Regions from separate parts of the Zea mays genome. Here all the other regions are linked to region 2. A link is a contact called in public Hi-C data. All regions are on one chromosome and are shown on one strand. Each heading gives the region's core, a stretch centred on a gene start, on an enhancer-like site or on the middle of the called end of the contact. The rest is flanking DNA. Distances are from core to core; before and after follow the strand shown.

Region 1 (3,671 bases), core at 363-2,862, 250 kb after region 2:
TAAGAGCACCACCTAATAGATAGTATAAAACTTTTGATATCATTTCTCCTTTATGTTCCCATGGGCTATAATTGCATGAGATCAACTATATAGGACAATGCATAAGTTCATGTTCTGTAATAAAAACTGGACAAGGAATGCAAAGTGAGAAGAGATATTCAGACATGTAGGCTGACCTTGGTAATAGAATGGTTGTGCCTGAGAAGCATAAAAGTTGTGTGCACCATTATGGCCCCCATCCATGTTAGATGTGCCAGCTTGGGTTTGGCCTTCACTTGGTAGATTGAAAGCATTTGAATCAACTAAAATCGGGGGCACAGTTGCTTTCTCATCCTTACTGGCAACAGGCTGAGGTAGATGGTTGATACAATAGACAAACAGAGTAAACAAAGTGAAAAAAAAAGGATAAAAACAGTAATACAGTAATGAGTGATGAGTGATGACCAGCTCCTTCGGCTTCTCAGCAAGACCTATCGTTTGTTCACCATTGGCTACTGGCTCCTGCTTATCCATAGAGCCTGAAATAATAAGGTTCGAACAAAATCATGTCAGGCTTCAACAAATAAGGCTATCCAATTGTATGTGATAAGCTGAGTGCCATATATTATATTATTATGAAGTATATAAGCTAAACTTTCACGGACGGCCTTAAATAGCAAAGAAGGATAGTTGCTTCCCTAACATTTTGCATCAAAATACCATGCGATCACATCTCCCAGTACATGGCATGCACAATCTATTGAATTGTAAAAGAGTATGTTGATCATTGATAAAAGCACACGCGGGGAGTTGCAATAAGCAGTGCTCGAAATTCTCATACTCGTTGCATGTACTTGGCCTCTTACTCTGATCGACAAGGTAAAGGCGCATCTTACAGGTTTAACATGCATCAGTCTATTCAGTGAAAACAATACCACATCTTAGGGAATGTAAAGCTCACATGACATTGACAGACATCCTAGTATTCTACCACAGCCCTCTACGCTAGCACGATCTGCACAAACCATCAGCATGACGTACAGTCAAGGTATGACTAATTGCACGCGAAGCCCGTTCCGTTCAGGCATTGAAAACTATGTACCGCCCGACCGAATGGACTTTGCGTTGCTACAGGAAGTACATACATGTGATAATTTCTATGTGACAATGACAACAACACCGTACCAACCGATTAAATGTGATGTCGATGCGCATAAACTTGTGCACACGAACCAAGAGAACCTACCGAGAAGGACTCGCAATGCGTTAAGCTGAAGCTCGGGCGATTCCGCCAGATCTTCGCTGCCAGAAACAGCAGCGTCCACCATGCGGAGCAAGAAGCCTGATCAACTCAATTTGAGACCCCCTGGTTCTAAGCTCAATACATCTCGGATCGCATAATTGACACGCACGGGGGACGGGGGCAAGGGCAATGGAATCGAATCGGCGACAAACCGGTCGGGTCGGGATAATAATAATTTGAATTTGACGGCTCTCCGATCAATTCATAGCAGCAGAGTGTGCAGATCAAAATCCCTTACCGGCGGCGAGGCAATAGAATGAATCAAGGAGTATGGGCTGCAGGGAGAGACCTCCGCTCCAGCGAGCGGCGAGGGCGAGCCTACGATAGAAGGAAGAGGATCTGTGGAAGGACGCCCGAGTCGGCGCACAGGCCGGCGGATCTGGCGATCGGATCGGGCTCCCACACCTTTTTTATGTGAATCGTGATTTGATGAGAGCGATTAGAGATGTCATGGGTATCAAACTCAAAGGCTTTTACCAATACGAAGTCGCGTACGATGGGATTTCTCTATCCGCAACCCGTAGACGGGTACGCATACATGTTACTCATGAGTAAAATATATCTGTATCAATATTACTATAACCATATAATAGAGCCTATCTTAGCTAAAATAAAATCTTTCTGTAGCTATCATTTGTCTAGATACCAAGTTATGTAATCATATAAGTTGTTATATGTGAAGTTGAAGTTGTTTTGTATGTTTATTTAATATTTTGATTTATTAGTATATTGGAATTTTTAACTTTCCTAGCAGGTACGGGTTACCCGACGGGTAAAAATACCCGCGCGCGTACGAATATGGGTAAGATTTTATACCCGCGAACATATATGGGTAACCTGGTGGATAGAATTTTTTTTATGAATACGGCTATAGAATGGTACTACCCGACGGATACGTATTTGTTGGCATCCATAAGAGGGATACAGGACCAGGACCTTGTTGGTGGCCCGATGGCTGCTTTTCCTTTTTCTCTCGGATTCGAGTCTAGCAGAAAAAATGTTAGGAGTTGAAAAAAAATAGCGAAACTACTGTGTTTGTTTTTTTATTACTAGTATAATGACTGATATATAACTTATTTATTAATATTATGTTAGAGCATCTCCAACAATACCTCATATTAAAATATAAGGCTCAATCTAGAAAAAACAGTTCCAACATTAACTCATTTTACAAAAAAAAATTGTTAAAAAATATAGGGCACCTCTTGATGTGCTACAAATATACTACACCTTGTTGGGCTGCCCTATCTATTGCAGTGGACCTAGTTGGCGAGGCCACAACAGCCACGTCCTCCCCATGCCCTATGGCCCGTGTGCCTTCTTCCAATCATAAAGCGCCACATGTCTTTGTTACTCATATGAGGCTTCATTGTTGGAGCTTAACTATTTGTTGCTGCTCTAAATCCTCTAAAATATAATGGTTTTAATTGGTGTCTATATGATGACTTTATGGTGCAAAATGTTGATTGTGTGCATTTGGGTGTCATATGCATCACGATTTGATACTTGACACAATGCACACCACGGATGCTAAGATGTAACGCTTCGTACATAGCCTGAGTATGTGCAATTTAGCATTTGAAGCCAAAGTTGAGATTTCCATGTAAAAACATATTCAGGGGAGCATTCTATAGCTTAGAATTCAAAATTGTGTTTTAATTTCAAATATTGTGTAAGCTTTAATTGTGTTGCCATCAGTCACCAAAAAGGAGAGATTCAAAGCTCCTTTATGGGTTTTGGTGGTTTGCATGGTGAAAGAAACAGTGACGCCTAAGAGAGGGTGAATTAGGACTTCTAAAACTTTCACTAAACTAGGCCACTAATAAATCCCTAGAGCAAAACCTATGCAAATAAACAAACTAGAATGTGTAGACTAGGTTTTGTCTAAGTGTTGCTATCTCTACCGCAAAGGCTAAGTTTCAATCTACACTATATAAGTATGAATACAAGATTGAAACTTAAATGCTTAATATAAATGCGGAAACTTAAAGAGCAAGATAGAGATGCAAACTCTCGTGGATGACGCCGGTATTTTTATCAAGGTATCCGGAACCACGCAAGGTCCCGACTAATCCTCGTTGGTGCCCCTACACAAAGGGAAGCCCACGCGAGGGCAAGCACCTCGGTCGAGTAACTTCGTAGAGAGTCGCGGGCCTACTCCACGCGCAAGTGGTGCTCCGCTTCCGGCTCCTCTCGAACGCTCCCCGCCGTCTCCACTATCGAGCTTCCGACTGAAAACGTCGCGGACCTCGTTCCCTCCGGTACACGGTGGCGGCCGTGACACAAACGCGGTTGTCACGGTCTCGCAAGACTCTCGCCCCACTCGGTACAATAATTGCTCACGCAAGAGCCGAGGGGTTGCTGGTTTATCTAAACTCACTCAACTAAC
Region 2 (3,410 bases), core at 736-3,235:
GCGCAAAATAGGGACGAGGGAGGGTCACTTACCCTGAGACGACGCTTGGGGCTGCTTGGCGCGGCGCAGGGAGGTTTTGGTTGACCGGACGTCGAAGGATCGCGGCGGCGGCGAACTCCAACCTGCGTAGGGAAGAGGTAGAGGGCGGAGCGGGCAGAGGAGTTGAGGAAAGGGGAAACCACCGCGGGTTCCCGATGCGCCAAGCTTAGGCGAAGCTCACCGTGGCCAAAGCGCTGACAGAAGTCCAGCGGCGACGACAGAACGACGAAGCGACAACGAGGGGAAGCGGCGCTGCGACTGGGTGAATGCGAGGTCGGGGGAGCGCGAATGTGGGGCAGGGGCGAGCTGAGGGAGTGTGCGAGGTCTTTACCTAATGCTCGGGCGACGTGGGCGGGGCGTGCAGATGTGGGCACCGGTATGGCGGCGAGGGCGCACGGCATGGGCGCGGCGGTTGCGAAGGAAGGGGGCAGGTTTGACGGGCAGGGCCCATGAGCAAGCGAGAGCGGGCGAGCGAACAGGCGTCCGGGCTGACGAGCGGGGCCCACGGGACAGAGAGAAAGGGTGCGCGCACGCGAAGGAGATCGGCGTCGACAAGGCGGCCCCACTGGGCAGCGAGAGGGAGAGAGAGGAAAGAAAGAGCAGGTGAGAGAGGGCGCTGATAGGCGGGGTCGCCTGTTAGGGAGGGCTGGCGCGCGGGCACGGGCGCGCGTGGGGGCTGGGCTGATTTGGTCCGAAATGCGGTTTTCTATTTTCCCTGAAATTTCTAATGGATTTTCTATTTTATTTCCTCTAGGGTTTTCAATTCAAATTCAAACCAAGTTTCAAATGCAAACCAATTCAAACATTTGCATCAATTCAAAGAATATTTTGGGCTCAGTATGATGCAACAATTCATGGCTTACATTGTTTTGACAAAATAAATAATTAACCCTTCTCCTAATTAACTTAATTCTACTCAAAAAGAAAGAGAGAGAGACTAGAGAGAGACCAAGGGTAACATATGTGGATATTTAGAAAGAAATTTTATGCCCCAATTTCATGGTGTTACAAAATATTACACTTGAACTTGGCCAAAAGACCAAAAAATAAGTTGAAAAGAAGCCCCTATACTCGAATTAAATTATAGCAAATGTTTTGGCTTAGGACTCGGGACCGAGAAGATGGTGTAGATCAGATGCTCTAACCAAAATCATCATTTATAGTGAAGGCTTAACAATTTCTCCAAGTTTAGCAAGACATAGAAAAGCACAAGTATGCCAACAAGATCATTTCTGAAATACTAAATACAACAAGTTTATCCTCTAACGCTTAACATGATTACAGAAATATATACTTGCTCTTGCCTTTAGAGTATCATATCAAACAATGAAACATTTTCCGCTTTTAGAGTGCCTTGTACTCACTTCCAATTGCATAATTGGTTTCACTTAAAATTCAATGTGAAATTAATTCGACATGAATAAAACATTTTCATAGTTATGCTCTAGCAATGCTCCACAGTTAAATGGCTAGAAATCTGTACCTCGCCACATTTGGTGATGTGTGGAATGCACGAACTACGCCCTATGTTGAAGGAGCGGAGCGGAAGACGAGTGAGCTAGGAGATGGACTCCCGGTCCCAGGGGGTGACGAGAAGGTTTAGAGTTGGTTGGACTCGATGCAACTTTTATCACCTAGTGAGCATCCTTATCCGGAGGTGAGCACCCTAATCCTCCTCGCCGGTGGCAGTGCAACAACGAAAGAAGCGGGCGGAGGTTGATGCGAAATGGACGGAATTTGTTGCTAGAGCGATAGCTGCGAGAACACTGCTGTGCAAACAAATAGGATAAGATGAGATATGATCTGGGACCGCAGGTTAATTTTGAAGAAATATAAGAGGTTCATTGTAAAAAAATAGCGTGAGACGACCGTTGAAACTGGTGTTTTAATATAGTAAGGAATTATACTTTTTCCATTTTCAACGGAGTGAGCCGTCGGGTGGATCGGGCTCTGGCCCAAAGCCCATTTGACTTCCCTTGAAACGCATGCCCATTCAGTGGATAGGCGGCCGGCCCGTTCACCATTTCTCATCGTTCAATTCAGAATCTGATACATCAGAGAAGGGCCACAGCACAGAGAGAGACTGTCTGCCAGTGGACGCGAGGGAGCGCCTCCGCCTCAGATCCAACCCCCACCGATGCGAGCTCCGGCGATGCTCCGCTGGGCCGCGGCGGCGCTCGCGGCGCTCCTCGCCGCCTCACCGGCCGCCGCGTTTTACCTACCCGGCGTGGCGCCCAACGACTTCCATAAGGTCCAAATTCCCTACGCTCATTCCCACCTTCCTCGTAACGTAACGGTTCTCCCCATCCTTTCGCGCTGGATCTCGACAGCCAGATCCATAGTTTGGTGTTTATCGGGTTGGATGCGAGCGGTGGTGTTTGGGATCTCGGGGTCCTTCTGCTCTCGCTCGCTCCCTTACTCTTACTCTTACTCGTGTCGTTGCGGGTAGCACACGCTGTTCTCTCACCTGATATCATAATCGTTGGCGCTTCTGTGCGCAGTTGTGTAGTCTGACGAATTGCGTGCTTGTCGTTTCATTTCTGCACGGTGCTGCTCAGTGCTAATGACGCACCACCACTTCAGTTGCTCCCTGACATTTCACCGGATGCATTTGGAATTCGAGACTACTGGCATTCACTTTTGGCCAGGTCCCTGCTTCAAATCTCAATGTTGAGGCAAAAGCGTTTTCCCCTTAGCGATGATAAATAATCGAAAACATTATAGTCGGTCTAAAGTTTGTGTAATGTTATTGAATCGTATATTTGAACCAAAGTTTTGCTAGGCGCTAGGCGGAATCTAGGCGATGACCCTTAGTCTAGGGACTAGTCCAGGCTAGGCTTGCCTAAGCGATGCTAGGCGTTTTGCTAACTTATATAATATATACATTTATAGATAAAAAATAGGGAAGGACCAGTAGACATACCTTAGGTCCTTTGTCCTTGCAGATCTGTTGATCACTGAATCCTCAAGCACTGCTGCAATAGAAGTGGACAACACTTTTAGATGCAATTGGGCATCAATACAAGTGATAAAAAATAGGAAATAGTAAGTTAGGTAATTATCTGAGGTCTGACCCTTCTCCCATCCATTAAGTACTGATCAGCAGCATAGGATAGCCTTTAGAAATCACAAACATGAAGGGACAGCAGGCAGCAACACATATAAAATGCATAGCAGACCACGAAATTAAATAACAAGCGCATGATTCAGTTCTCACAAGTCACAACACAAAACACAAGTACACAGCAGGAGTTCTAAGTTCACAAATTAAAGATACATGGATGCATAATAAAAGCTAAAACATGACATGAAGCTGGCTCACACTTAGGGTTCATCCATCTCATACTCATCTTCATCAAACTCTTCTTCTT
Region 3 (3,393 bases), core at 698-3,197, 200 kb before region 2:
GCGCGGGACGGGTCGTGGTGCACGCACGTCGGCTCCGGGCACAGGTACACCCGCCGCCGCGTCTCCTTGGGGTTCTTCTGCTTCAGCTTCCACGGCAGGTTGTGCCCGCGCCGGTGCAGCTGCAGGTTCTGCTCCCGCTGGAACCCCTTGTTGCACACCTCGCACACGAACCGGTTCGTCGCCATCAGCGTCTTGGGGGAAAGCGCGATCACCTCCGCGTCAGGGTCTGCTGCAGGGGCCGGCCGACGATATGAATGATGCCCATGCATGCAAAAGCAAGCAAGCAAGCGTGTGTTTAATTTGTCATTATCGTATGATTGCTAATAATTGGTTCTCTTAAACATCAACGACACCTGCTAGTAATTGCTAATAATTGGTTCTCTTAAAGATCGGCCAGAGCTAGCTGGACCGAAGAATTTGATGAATTGCCTAGAGATCAATTAAACAGCAAATAACGAATAAGGCCAGCCAGGGTACTTGCTTGGGTTACCGGGTTGGTTCCGCTTCTTCTTGGGCGGCGGCGCGGCCGGGTTGTTCACAAGAGGAGGAGGCGGCGCCTGCTGCTGCTGCGGCTGCATCTGCATCTGCCCGTCGCCGAGTCCGAACAGGTGGGCAGACGAGGCAGCTGCCATGTTGGAAGCAGCTGTACGGTATTCTTCTCTAGCTCCCTCTTCTGGCGTACGTCCAACGACGACGACGACCACGGAGTATCTAGCTAGCTACAGGAGGAAAGAAGGAATCAGCAAGCAAGCTAAAGATCGATGCCACCACGCACCGGCCGGTCACAGCGACTAGTCCAAGTCACGCACACGCTGTGCCTGTGCGTGTGTACCTCAACCTCTTGTTGGAATGGAAGCTAGCAGTCTACCTGACTCCACTCGATCCGGCTCCTTCCGCACAAGCGATCGATTGATCGATCTAAAAGACAAACGAGAGAAGAGGGAATTAGTGTCAAGCTTAGACAAAATTAATTCCATGCATGCATCAGCTATACATGTGTCTGTATATACATGATGTGTGTTGTGTGTGTCTATATATATCGTATCTATCTATCTATCCATCCAGGAAGGATCGGACAAATTGATGAATGCAAACAAGCAGTACCACAGTATATATGTACTGCAGGCTGCAGCACACTCGAAAGAAACTCATGCATGGACATGGACATGGACACGGATGGATCTGTGTGCCAAAGAGGACGAATTAGTGTCTCCTCTCTGCACAGCAACACACAACAAATGAAAAGCGAGTAATGGGGAAAATGGAGGAGCTGATGACGATGAGGCCGGCCGGAGCGAGGAGGAAGAAAGTCCAAACAAACCCAGCCGCGCGCGCGGCTGATGCACTCGTAAACAAAGCGCATCCCAAAAAAAAACTAGGATGAGAGAAGCTAGCTACAATAGCACAAGGGCCGGCCGGTGAGCCACCTCGCTATAGCAGGTGTGTAGGTAGCTAGGGAGAGGCCATCATGTGGAGAGCTAGGTAGGAGAAGAGAACATGCATGGAGATGCATATGCAAGAAACCAAATAGAGCATCATCAACAAATACTAAGCACATCTCTCTACCTCTAATATAGCAAATTAAAGAGAGGAAAGAATCAAACAAACACAGAAAACAAAGAGGGGGCCGGGATATATAGGGAACAAAGAGAGAGATGCATCCATGAGCAGATATAATCGAAGCTACACCGAACACGAACTAATCAATTAACTCTGAAAGGTGATTGAGAGAACTAACCAAGGGCTGCCGCAGCTACGCACACGGCATCGTAGCTAGCAACCGGAGCATGCGCCCTTGGAGTTCGAGATCTCTCTCCCTCTAGGACCAAGTAGGAACGCGGCGGAAGGGAAAGGGTAGAGGAGGAGGACTGAGTGGTGGTTGGTTATGAGCACTAGCTTCTCTATCGCCTCACACACACACTACCCCATGATGCTCAGCTCAGCTCGATGGAAAGGCAAGGCATAGCTAGCGCTCGCTGATGTAACTAGGGAAAGGGCTGCAGTGCAGGCACGGGGTGAGCCATCCACGACAGTGACCTGGACGGTGGGGCCCACGTGTGCCCTGTCTAGGACCATCGGAAGATGCTCATCCGGTCATCCCTTTCATCCCCGGCCCGTCTCTCTCTCTCTCTCTCTCTCCTCCCTCTGAATCTAGATGTTTTCATATACTGTACGTAACCAAGATTATGTGAGGGCATCATATGTGAAATAAGATTCGGCCGGCCTGAAACATGGAACTGATAGTAACTAAGTACAGTACGTATATATCACGGGCTAGATAAACCATTGACTGAGAACCACAAGAAATTCCCCGCCTCTCTCTTTTGTTCCACACACGTCTCATCCATGTTCTACGCAATTCGTGACAGGGGGAAGAAGACATCGGAAGATCATGGTAGTTTCTCTTGTCGTGAAACATTCCATACATGCAATCAATTAAATGCTAGGTTTAGTCTTATTGGCTTCACCATTTTTATAATTACGTCTCATGTATACCAATTTTGTAGACCAAGTAGATTCTTTCTTTGTGAAATCAACGATATGCACACTATTTGTGAACAAGCACGCGCGCGCACACACACATATATACTCCATATAGCTAGATGCACGCGCATTACTTCGGTTTGTATCTATCACATGGGTAAATTTGTTTAAACATGATACTTGTTCAAACACGTTCCAAACTTTTACAATGAGCATCCGAAAGTCCTGAGCGGCTTGTGTGAGGATGGTGACGATCCTCATGACTTCATGCCTCGTAGCTATGGTGGACGGCATCGCCATGGCGGGTGCTTGCGCCGGTACACACCTCCCCTCAATCAAATAACTATAATCTCGAGTCGAACCCATGTATCTCAATCGATGACCTACCAGCTCTGCTGCGTTGATAATGGGTAGTTGCGCAGGCGATCGTCTTGATTGCGCCACTGCCTGTCTACGCGGGGCGCATCACTGATGTACGGGTATACATGTCCAAATAGGTTGGATATGATGGGTGGTCTGTGGCCTGACACTACTGTTTAGCCCGGCACATTGTCCATCGGGTCTGATCATTGTGTCGTGTCTTGATCTAGGCCTTAGGTGAGGCACAACAGACTAGGCCTAGTATAGATTGGGGGTTCTCTTCTATTTTTCTTGAAATATCTATATTATGTTTGAGTACATAATGTATAACATAAAAAATGTGTGTTCGGTTGGCTATATGGCCGGGTATGAATGTGGAGTCGATCAACAACTAAGATTCAAACCCTCGTTTATGCACAATTGTACCTTATTTTTCTAAAACTCTGTGGAATGATTCTCTTCGGCTTGTCTTCTTAGAACCTTTTTTCCTAAAATACTCTCATGCCTTCCTCCGTGTTTCGTACGTGATTTAGACTCGTGAGAACAACT

What was found. Hi-C and Micro-C count contacts between places; a contact is called where the count stands out from the background.
Region 1: a contact with region 2 is called in a Hi-C map of ear, with 2.4 times the contacts expected there. The contact joins the promoter of LOC100502368 here to the promoter of LOC103643205 in region 2. A contact is called at or near these places in 2 of 25 Hi-C or Micro-C datasets (ear and leaf).
Region 3: a contact with region 2 is called in a Hi-C map of ear, with 2.3 times the contacts expected there. The contact joins the promoter of LOC542697 here to the promoter of LOC103643205 in region 2. A contact is called at or near these places in 2 of 25 Hi-C or Micro-C datasets (ear and tassel).

Annotation. Positions count from the first base shown.
Region 1 is chr1:210,308,241-210,311,911 of Zm-B73-REFERENCE-NAM-5.0, reverse strand. LOC100502368 (evolutionarily conserved C-terminal region 5) reads right to left here and starts at 1,612. Exons shown (of 10, transcript NM_001196846.1): 1 at 1,521-1,612; 2 at 445-518; 3 at 177-348.
Region 2 is chr1:210,556,507-210,559,916 of Zm-B73-REFERENCE-NAM-5.0, reverse strand. LOC103643205 (transmembrane 9 superfamily member 9) reads left to right here and starts at 1,985. Exons shown (of 7, transcript XM_008666355.3): 1 at 1,985-2,290. The coding sequence starts at 2,177.
Region 3 is chr1:210,756,318-210,759,710 of Zm-B73-REFERENCE-NAM-5.0, reverse strand. It overlaps LOC542697 (indeterminate domain p1), which reads right to left and starts at 1,947. Exons shown (of 5, transcript NM_001254875.2): 1 at 1,739-1,947; 2 at 869-918; 3 at 491-719; 4 at 1-229. The coding sequence starts at 632.